3 separate regions of the Mus musculus genome follow, and all the other regions are linked to region 3. The links are chromatin contacts, called in public promoter capture Hi-C maps. All regions are on one chromosome and are shown on one strand. The core of a region is the stretch at or near the end of the contact, and the rest is flanking DNA. Distances in the headings are between cores, read along the strand shown.

Region 1 (2,716 bases), core at 199-2,698, 180 kb after region 3:
TTTGGTTAGAGCAGCCAAATGTCTGGGCTGTGAAGCACATTTGGCAGGGCTCTTACCCTGCCTGTTTTTTCCCCACATCCTATAGAGTCAAGTCAGAGGCAGTAACTGCCCGCCGTGAGCCCAGAGAAGAGGTGGAGGATGTAAGCAGCTATCTCTGTACAGAATTGGTATATCCACTATTAACCTGTGGGCATGGGTGGGCTGGCATGGCGGGGCTTCCTAGACTTGCTTATTCTTCTGGGCCCTCCTTACCTTTCACTTGTGACCGCTAAAGCTACTGCATGTTCTCCCATTCCATCAAGTGACTTAACAGCATCAGACCACTCCTTTGGCAGATCCTTCCTCCCCCCACCCCTGACCTCCCAAACTGAGGAAGGGTCACATTTGTTCCCCTTCTTACTGATGCCTTCTGCAGTCCCAGCAGGGGTATTTTGTTACCAAAGATGTTACTGGTATGCACCTGCAGCCTGGGCAGTGCAGCCAAACCCTGAGCCTGCACTTCCTCTCACTTCCCAAAATGAGGTCTGGGCAGCACAGTTTGTCCCTCTGTACCAGAATAACTTTAGAACATACTGGGTCCTTTGTGACAGAGCAGCAATCTGTTCAGTCTCTGGGACGTAGTGTAGAGATTCCATAGTGTAGGATAGTCTAGCAGAGGTGGGAATGTGGATTGTGGCTACTTGAGTGTGAAAGAGTGGCTCGTTCAGGCCTCCACCTTCTTTTACTGTACATTGGCAGAAGCAGATTGCAGGTAGGTGAGGCCAGTGAGGCCGTGTGCAGGCAGGACCTGTTCCTGTGCACTTTCTCCCAACTCCCTTAAGCTCGTTCTGTTCAGGCTTTGGAGAGAAGAGTGGCAAACCCCATGTGGGCTCCCCTGGCACTCTAACCTGCCATTCCACCATCACTTGTCCCAACTATATCTCCATCTAGGGGGTAGACACCTCAGAAGGAAGCCACGTATGCTTGACTGTCCTCCTGTTTCTCATTGGAGGAACCACATTTCCCCCCTCTGCAGGACAAAATCCCCATGGCCCAGCGCCGACGCTTCACACGGGTGGAGATGGCCCGAGTGCTCATGGAACGCAACCAGTACAAGGAACGCCTCATGGAGCTGCAGGAGGCTGTGAGGTGGACTGAAATGATCAGGTGTGCCCCTCAGCATTTCCTCTGACAGTTCTGAGCAAGTTCATGGCTCTGATTGGATCTATTTTTCCTGAGCTGGGGTTGTAGAATTTTAGCAGGCCTTGGGATTTGACTGCCCTCCACCACACTTCCTTTCCCCCGAGTGTTGGCATGGTTTGGGGGCTCCAGGGTCACCCGGCACAGCTCCTCCTTTACTCTTCCCTGCAGAGCATCAAGGGAACACCCATCTGTCCAGGAGAAGAAGAAGTCCACCATCTGGCAGTTGTGAGTATGGTGCTCTATGGAAGAAGAGGCTTTCGTCAGCCTGCTACTGTTCCACACTTGGCTCACTTATCTGTGTTTCCATGGCAGCTTTAGTCGCCTCTTCAGCTCCTCATCTAGCCCCCCTCCGGCCAAACGATCCTACCCATCTGTGAACATTCACTACAAGTCACCCACTGCAGCTGGCTTTAGCCAGCGTCGCAGCCATGCTTTGTGCCAGATCTCAGCCGGCAGCAGGCCCCTGGAGTTCTTCCCTGATGAGTAGGTATCCCTAGCCCCCAAGTGTCCTGAGTCTATCCACTCTATGCTTGAAGTTGGAGAGCAGACTTTTAATATTCTGTACTGTGGGACAGAAGTTATCAAGAGCAGGAAAGATGACACCTTCTCTCTATGTCCACTACCCCCAGCAAAAACTAGTCCTCAGGTTCTGTCTGAATGACTTTTAGCAGGGACTGCAGTTCCAAGAAACCATTCTCTTAGACTTTGAAGACTGTGCTGGGTCCCATCATACTCTTCCCTCCTGTGTCTGACCTTAACGTCTGAGCACTGCCCCAAACACTTAGTTAAGCTTCTTGGGGCCACTTTTGTGAGAAACTACTGGTAAACTCACCTAGGTTACACAGTTGCTGACCAGCAACAGAGCAGGCCCCAGAACAGCTGGAAATGACCTCTTAAGCACAGGATCACACCCCAGACATAATTGGGAAAAGCCACCTTCTGTCAAATACTACCCCTGTCCCAGAAAAGGCAAGGGTAGAATCAGGCAGGCTCTGAGGAAGACCAGTGAGAGTCTGGGTGCTCCAGCCTCACCCCGACAGCTCACCTTGAACAGATGTAACCTGTCATTTTTTCACCCAGTGACTGCACCTCTTCTGCCCGGCGGGAGCAGAAGCGGGAGCAGTACCGCCAGGTTCGTGAACACGTGCGCAATGATGACGGGAGGCTGCAGGCCTGTGGGTGGAGCCTGCCTGCCAAGTACAAGCAGGTACTTGAGACAGGGGGTGGTTTCTGGGTATGGAGAGGATGTGAGAAGGACACAGTGGTAGTGCAGAGCCAGGAGGCACCCATTTCCTAGCTGGTGTTGGTGGATCTGTGACTCTGAGGGTTTTCTAGTTTGCTTTCTGTTGCTCTGATAAAACCCTGAGCAGACCAGCCTGGGTGAAGAATGGGATTATTTGACTTAACTTCCACCATCAAGGGAAACTGAAGCAGAAATCACTGAGGAATAGTATTTACTGGCTTGTTTTTCATTGCATATGCAACTTGCTTTCTTACACATCCCAAGATCACCTCCCACACACATGCCTATGGA
Region 2 (2,700 bases), core at 106-2,605, 160 kb before region 3:
GTAGCCATTGGGCCCACACACCATCCAGGGAAGGCAGTGGTCCATTTTGCCTCTACCTCTGCTTCATAAGGTTAAGACTGTATGTGGGCACTGAGACTGAAGACAAAGGCTGTTTTCTAATGGCTCCCAATATATTCTCCTCACATCCCACCCCCTTGCTCAGACTCTGCCAGAAGAAACCCCAGTCTCCAGGTGAGGGAGGAGGAGGGGGCAAGCAGTCAGCCTCCAGACTGCCATTGCCAGGCTTCTGTCAGACCCAAAACTCACCTACGATGCAGAAGGCAGCAGCGAAAGCTTCCACACAGGAAAGTTTGCAGGGCCGGCCATAGTTTACAGGGTTGGCAGCTACGAGGTAAGGCAGGAGCCGCAAGTGGCTCCCTCGCATCTTCTGAAAGGGTGTGTCGTCCAGTTTGGCCCAGGAGCAGTCTATGACTGCGACCCCTGACTGTGCCACCAGCTGTCTGTCAGAGAGTGTAGGGTAGGTTCTAGGGCCCCAAATAAGGCACATCCTTGGAGACTGGCTTCACTACAGATGAGAGATCACTCTGCTATTTCGAAGTTATGGTTTATTGCAATAGTAGAAAGAACCCTTCAGGAAGCAGTTGAGGGTAGCTGGACAGTGTTTACTTTACACAACAAATGTTTCTCCTAGGCTTTCTACACTATAGCCCTGCTCTATGAAAAGGGTCAAATTAAATACAACTCTGCTCATATGAAAGATGTGGACATCCAAGACCAATAAGCAAGGCTTGAAGAAAATGATACTCCTGATACAGGGCAGTTTAACAAAGACAAGATGGTGGGAAGGGCATTCCAACCCCTCTCCGACCCCTCCCCGATCCCCAGGCCTCTGGTGTCTACCTGTCTGCCGGAGACACGTACTCAGTGCCTACTGGGCTGAGCACCAGACCGCCAAACCTTTGGCTCAGGCGCAGGCAGCGCACCAGACCCAGACGGGCCAGTTTGCGGCCCGTGCAGCGCTTGGGGTCGCAGTGACCAAGCTCCCACATAGCCAAGGCACAAGGCAGCGCCGCAGGGCCCGGGCCGCCCTGGTCCTCGGCCTCCTCGGGCTGCACGGATGCTACAAGGAGAGAGAGAAGGCCGGGTCCTCAGCGCCTGCTCCCAGGCCCGACCCGCTGCTCCGACTGCTCCAAACTCACCACGCAGCGCAGCGCCCACCTCTTCAGCGAAAGCATCCAGAGAGCGGCCAGAGGGTCGCCGAACACGACCGCTCTCTTTCCTGGATCCGCGAGCAACTTTCTTGCGGCCCATAATGTTAGATGAAATCCGAGATGAAATCCTCAGCTCCAGCGTTTGTTCAAGAGCGTGCGCGCGTGCGCGCTCGCACAGCTTCCGGTTTTGAGGGGAGTCAGTTCCGGCTGTCACTCACGTGACCGTGAGACCCTAGGAGCAATGGCGGGGCGGCTGGCTGGCTTCCTGATGTTGCTGGGGCTCGCGTCGCAGGGTCAGTGGCTCCGCGCACATAGCCCCCCGCGCGCTGGCGTCGCTCGCGCCTCCGCTCCCTACTCACCACCTCTCTCCCCGCTCCGCAGGGCCCGCGCCGGCATGTGCCGGGAAGATGAAGGTGGTGGAGGAGCCTAACACATTCGGGTGAGCGGATCACGGTCCTGCGGCTTGGGGACCGAGCCTGGCTGGCTCTTCTGACCTTCTCTGTTCCATAGGCTGAATAACCCGTTCTTGCCCCAGGCAAGCCGCCTTCAGCCCAAGAGAGAGCCTTCAGCTGTATCCGGTGAGCGCGGGAGGGTGCGGAGCTGGCCGAGGTGCTGACTGAGGGGGCCGAAAAAAGCTCTCGGTTAGGGAGGGAAGGGTGCCTTGGATGAAGGACTCATAATGTACTCGCTGAAGGGTTACGAATTCGTTTGTCAAACTTGAGTGTTTTAAATGCTCTGAAGTATATACTGGAACTGCAATCCCCTCTCGCTCCCAGGGTTGGCGATTACCTAGGGCTAAGCAAGCAAGCGCTCAAGGCTTGGGTCACATCCCTAACTTTTGTGGGGTTTTTGTTTTGTTTCGTTTTGTTTTTCGGGACAGGGTTCCTCTGTATAGCCCTGGAACTCTTTGTAGACCAGGCTGGCCCGGAACTCAGAAATCCGCCTGCCTCTGCCTCCCAAGTGCTGGGATTAAAGGCGTGTGCCACCCCCGGCTACTTTTGTGTTTTTAAGGTAAGAGTCTTTCAAAGTCTTTTATAGTAGACTCAAGCTGGCCTCCAACTTGTGGTATTAAAGCCTCTACTTTCCACAGGTGCTTAGACCAATTAGAAGCTCTAGGGATGTTGGGTATGAAGACTCAACACTCCAGGTGTATCTAGCCCTTTCTAGGTCTTACGGAGTGGAGAGGGCACCAGCACAGGAAATTTGGGACTAAGATCCTAGGAGGACTGAAAGACAAGCTGTTGGAGGTGGCTCAGGGCTGGCCAGCATAAAAGAACCTTGGCAACCCAGACACTATTGCATATGCCAGAAAGATCTTGCTGAAGGGACCCTGTTATAGCTGTCTCGTATGAGGCTATGCCAGTGCCTGGCAAATACAGAAGTGGATGCTCACAAGTCATCTATAAGATGGAACACAGGGCCCCCAATGGAGAAGCTAGAGAAAGCACCCAAGGAGCTGAAGGGGTCTGCAACCCTATAGGTGGAACAACAATATGAACTAACCAGTACCCCCAGAGCTCATATCTCT
Region 3 (2,870 bases), core at 21-2,520:
AGTGCCAGGAGCCTGACTATATATGGGAACGTGTGATTGAAGGCAGCCACACTAGGAAGTAGGGGGTGGCCCAGCATGTCAGTTCATGAAGACAGGAAAGGTCGGTTCCGGCCTGTCCCGGCCAGTGCACTAGTCAGCACCAGGCTGTCCCAATCCTGCCCGGTGCGGTGCGGTGCAGTACGTGTGTTTGAGATGGTTCAGCCCACAGCTCCTGCGTTCTTGTGTTCATTTATGCAGCTCTGGAACCCTGGTGGGAGGCTCTGGAGGCGGGACACAGTCTCAGACCTGGTGGCTTTTATTTACCAGAGCTGAAGCGCTATGAGGAAGGAGAGCAAATGTACAGTCGCTCTGTCCAGCCTCAGGGGAGCGAGCACTTTGCTAGTAAGCAAACTTGGCTGCTCAGAAGTCACATCAGCTATCCAGCCTGCTTGGTGGCACAACCCCTTACAGAATCCCACCTTTTCTTGCCAGCCCAAGAACAACCCCTTGCAGAGGTTCCTCAAGGTTCCCCTTCCTTGTAAGGTCTGAGTACACTTGCTCCCTTGAGGTGAATGGATCTCTGTCAGCAGATGGTGGCCTGCCTCAGGTGCCTCTACACCTTACTCTGTCCTGCCATTAGTTCCACATGTTGTGGTGACCCCCAACCATAAAATTAGTTTGTTGCTATTTCACAACTGTAATTTTGCTATTGTTATGAATTCTAATGCAAATATCTGTGTTTTCTGATGGTCTCAGGTGACCCGTGTAAAAGGGTCATTTGACCCCCAAAGAGGTCATGACCTACAGACTGAGAACCACTGCTTTAGACATTGGGGATTCACAGCACCTATCATGCCTTAGGCAATGGATGGATGGATGGATGGATGGATGGATGGACACCTAGTCCCTGAGGATTCTGCCTGCCCGTGCTGTCTGCAGCATCCCCTGGTCCGGGACCTAGCACAGCTGGCTAGGTTTGACGGCAACAGGTAAGAAGATGAGTGTCCTGGCTGGCATCCCTGACTATTCCTATGGGACAGGAAGATGGGGAGGGGCAGCCAGTGGTGGGCTGGAGCAGGCCTCTGAAGTCTCCCCAGGCCTTTCCCATCAGGAAGCACATCCTGTTAGTGTCTGGCTCTGTGGCAGGGCTGCTATTTGTTGCAGTTGGCTACGCCCTCCTGCTCACCAAAAACAGCCTCAAAAACAACCATTTCCTCTCTGCTGAGAGACAGGGAAACGGGAGCTCACACACATACGCGCATACACATGCTTCCTTGTGGCAGGCGTTCTGCTTTTCAGGACCTGCCATTTGTGGCAGAGATACCAAGACGGGATACATAGCAGAGAGGTGGCCAAACCCACACTGCGTCCACAACCCTGTTCCTCCATCAGACTGGCTCCCACAGCCCGTTCTGAGGCGCGTAACCTGGCTGATTCCCACGCTGTGCCTGCCTCCCGAGTTGCTGTCCATTTTCCACTGCTGTAGGCAAGAGGCACTGTGGACACAGCCTCCCTGGCCTCTGTTCCAAAGAAGACGACCCACTTACAACTCTGGATTCTCGCTGGTGCAGCCAGTGCCCCAGATTTCTCCCTGGAATGGGTCTTGGGGAGACCAGCTTCAGCACAGGCTTGTCCCTGCTCCAGGCTCAAGAGGCAGGCTAAGACAGGGCTGTGAGTAGCTCTCTTGGACCCGTCCCATGGGCGACATCCTCCTGTGCCGGGCTGGAGCTGCCGCATAGCTTCCCAAGGATGAGTGCTGATGTCCTCTAGCCACCCCTAGCAGCATCTTGGCTTTCTCTGGATGCACAGCGGCTGACTGGGACTTGGAACTCTCCGAGATAGACAGTCCTGGAAGTCAGAGATGACTCTCCAGAAGCTTGTGGCCACCGCTGTGCTGGTGGCCCTGGTCTCCCTCATCCTCAACAACGCAGCAGCCTTCACCCCCAATTGGGTGTACCAGACGCTGGAGGACGGACGCAAGCGGAGTGTGGGGCTGTGGAAGTCTTGCTGGCTGGTGGACAGGGGTAAGGGAGTCACAAGCCCTGGGACTCGAACTGGGCAGGTGGACACCCATGACTGTGAGGTTCTAGGATGGGGCTCGGAATCAGCAGGTTTCCAGGAGTCCCGAGGCACCGTCAAACGTAAGTCTTGTTATTTTTCTGTCACCTTCCAGTGGTTAGGTGAGGGGAGGTTGTGTCCGTCCATGCTGAGGGTGGCAGCAGGGAACCTGCACCTCCTGCCCACCCTGACAAGCAACGCTACAGAGCTCCACTGTTCAGCTTAGACTCTGTCTGTGGCTTCCTTCACAAGAAGTCACTCCCGTGGCTGGAGGCTCCTTCTCTGCCATTACATGTGGCTGAAGGATGAAAGATGGGTATCCTAATCAAAGCAAGTCATTTTTCCTTGGTTAGAAAGAAATATTACTTAATAAGGAAAACAAGAAGTGTGAGAACATGTGGCTGAGTTCTGTCTTAACGGCTGAGGTGGTCAGGGCCTTTCGGACAGTGCAGGAGACTCTGGCTGGGATGTCCGGGAGACCAGAGGAGGCACAGAGCAGCAAAGGGCAGAGTGTTACCTCCCTGACGCCCATGGTGGCCTTTTCCTTTCCCAGCTCTCTTGTTCTGGGGTCTATGCACTACCCTGGGAGTTGGAAACGTCTCTTTAAATAGCATGCACTGTTTGAGAGTACGAGAATAAAGGGCCTCATAAATATGAGGATGCAATCTAAAATCGACACATCTGCTGACATGTGAGTTCTTTCCTGGTAATGACCCCCTAAAGCAGACAAGAGGGTCTGTCTAACAAGTACCCAGTCTCCTACAAACTGCCTTGGAGGCTACAGGTCAGATGGCGGCTGTCGGGAGATGACGCTGGTCTTTAGAAAGCATGCG

What was found. Promoter capture Hi-C pulls out the DNA fragments that hold promoters and counts their contacts.
Region 1: a contact with region 3 is called in a promoter capture Hi-C map of hippocampal neurons, with 4 times the contacts expected there. The contact joins the enhancer-like site here to the promoter of Tmem204 in region 3. A contact is called at or near these places in 22 of 39 promoter capture datasets (the 3T3-L1 cell line, 3T3-L1-derived adipocytes, the C10 cell line and 13 more), 1 of 484 Hi-C or Micro-C datasets (embryonic stem cells), 2 of 115 datasets of contacts at active chromatin or transcription factors (bone marrow-derived macrophages and embryonic stem cells) and 3 of 9 other capture datasets (adipose tissue, liver and pancreatic islet).
Region 2: a promoter capture Hi-C map of stem cell-derived epiblast-like cells shows a contact between it and region 3, with 4 times the contacts expected there. The contact joins the promoter of Tsr3 here to the promoter of Tmem204 in region 3. A contact is called at or near these places in 16 of 39 promoter capture datasets (the 3T3-L1 cell line, the C10 cell line, HPC-7-derived erythroid cells and 9 more), 1 of 484 Hi-C or Micro-C datasets (the C2C12 cell line), 2 of 115 datasets of contacts at active chromatin or transcription factors (microglia and pancreatic cancer cells) and 4 of 9 other capture datasets (adipose tissue, liver, macrophages and 1 more).

The regions. Positions count from the first base shown.
Region 1 is chr17:24,903,598-24,906,313 of GRCm38.p6, reverse strand. It overlaps Mapk8ip3 (mitogen-activated protein kinase 8 interacting protein 3), which reads left to right. Exons shown (of 33, transcript NM_001163449.1): 14 at 86-167; 15 at 1,016-1,146; 16 at 1,351-1,407; 17 at 1,495-1,665; 18 at 2,263-2,389. Among named protein-coding and RNA genes, the nearest start is that of Nme3, 8.5 kb to the right of the region's middle. Within about 2 kb of position 1,448, at least 12 of the 459 cell types and tissues checked have an H3K27ac peak or open chromatin away from gene starts, as enhancers often do. A contact at or near this core is called in hippocampal neurons, where this site is marked.
Region 2 is chr17:25,238,825-25,241,524 of GRCm38.p6, reverse strand. It overlaps Tsr3 (TSR3 20S rRNA accumulation), which reads right to left and starts at 1,355. Exons shown (of 6, transcript NM_026676.3): 1 at 1,161-1,355; 2 at 862-1,081; 3 at 268-461. The coding sequence starts at 1,272. Gnptg (N-acetylglucosamine-1-phosphotransferase, gamma subunit) reads left to right here and starts at 1,409. Exons shown (of 11, transcript NM_172529.3): 1 at 1,409-1,465; 2 at 1,554-1,611; 3 at 1,683-1,750. The coding sequence starts at 1,414.
Region 3 is chr17:25,079,514-25,082,383 of GRCm38.p6, reverse strand. Tmem204 (transmembrane protein 204) reads left to right here and starts at 1,270. Exons shown (of 3, transcript NM_001001183.1): 1 at 1,270-2,120. The coding sequence starts at 1,841. The region is part of intron 18 of Ift140 (intraflagellar transport 140); the gene reads right to left.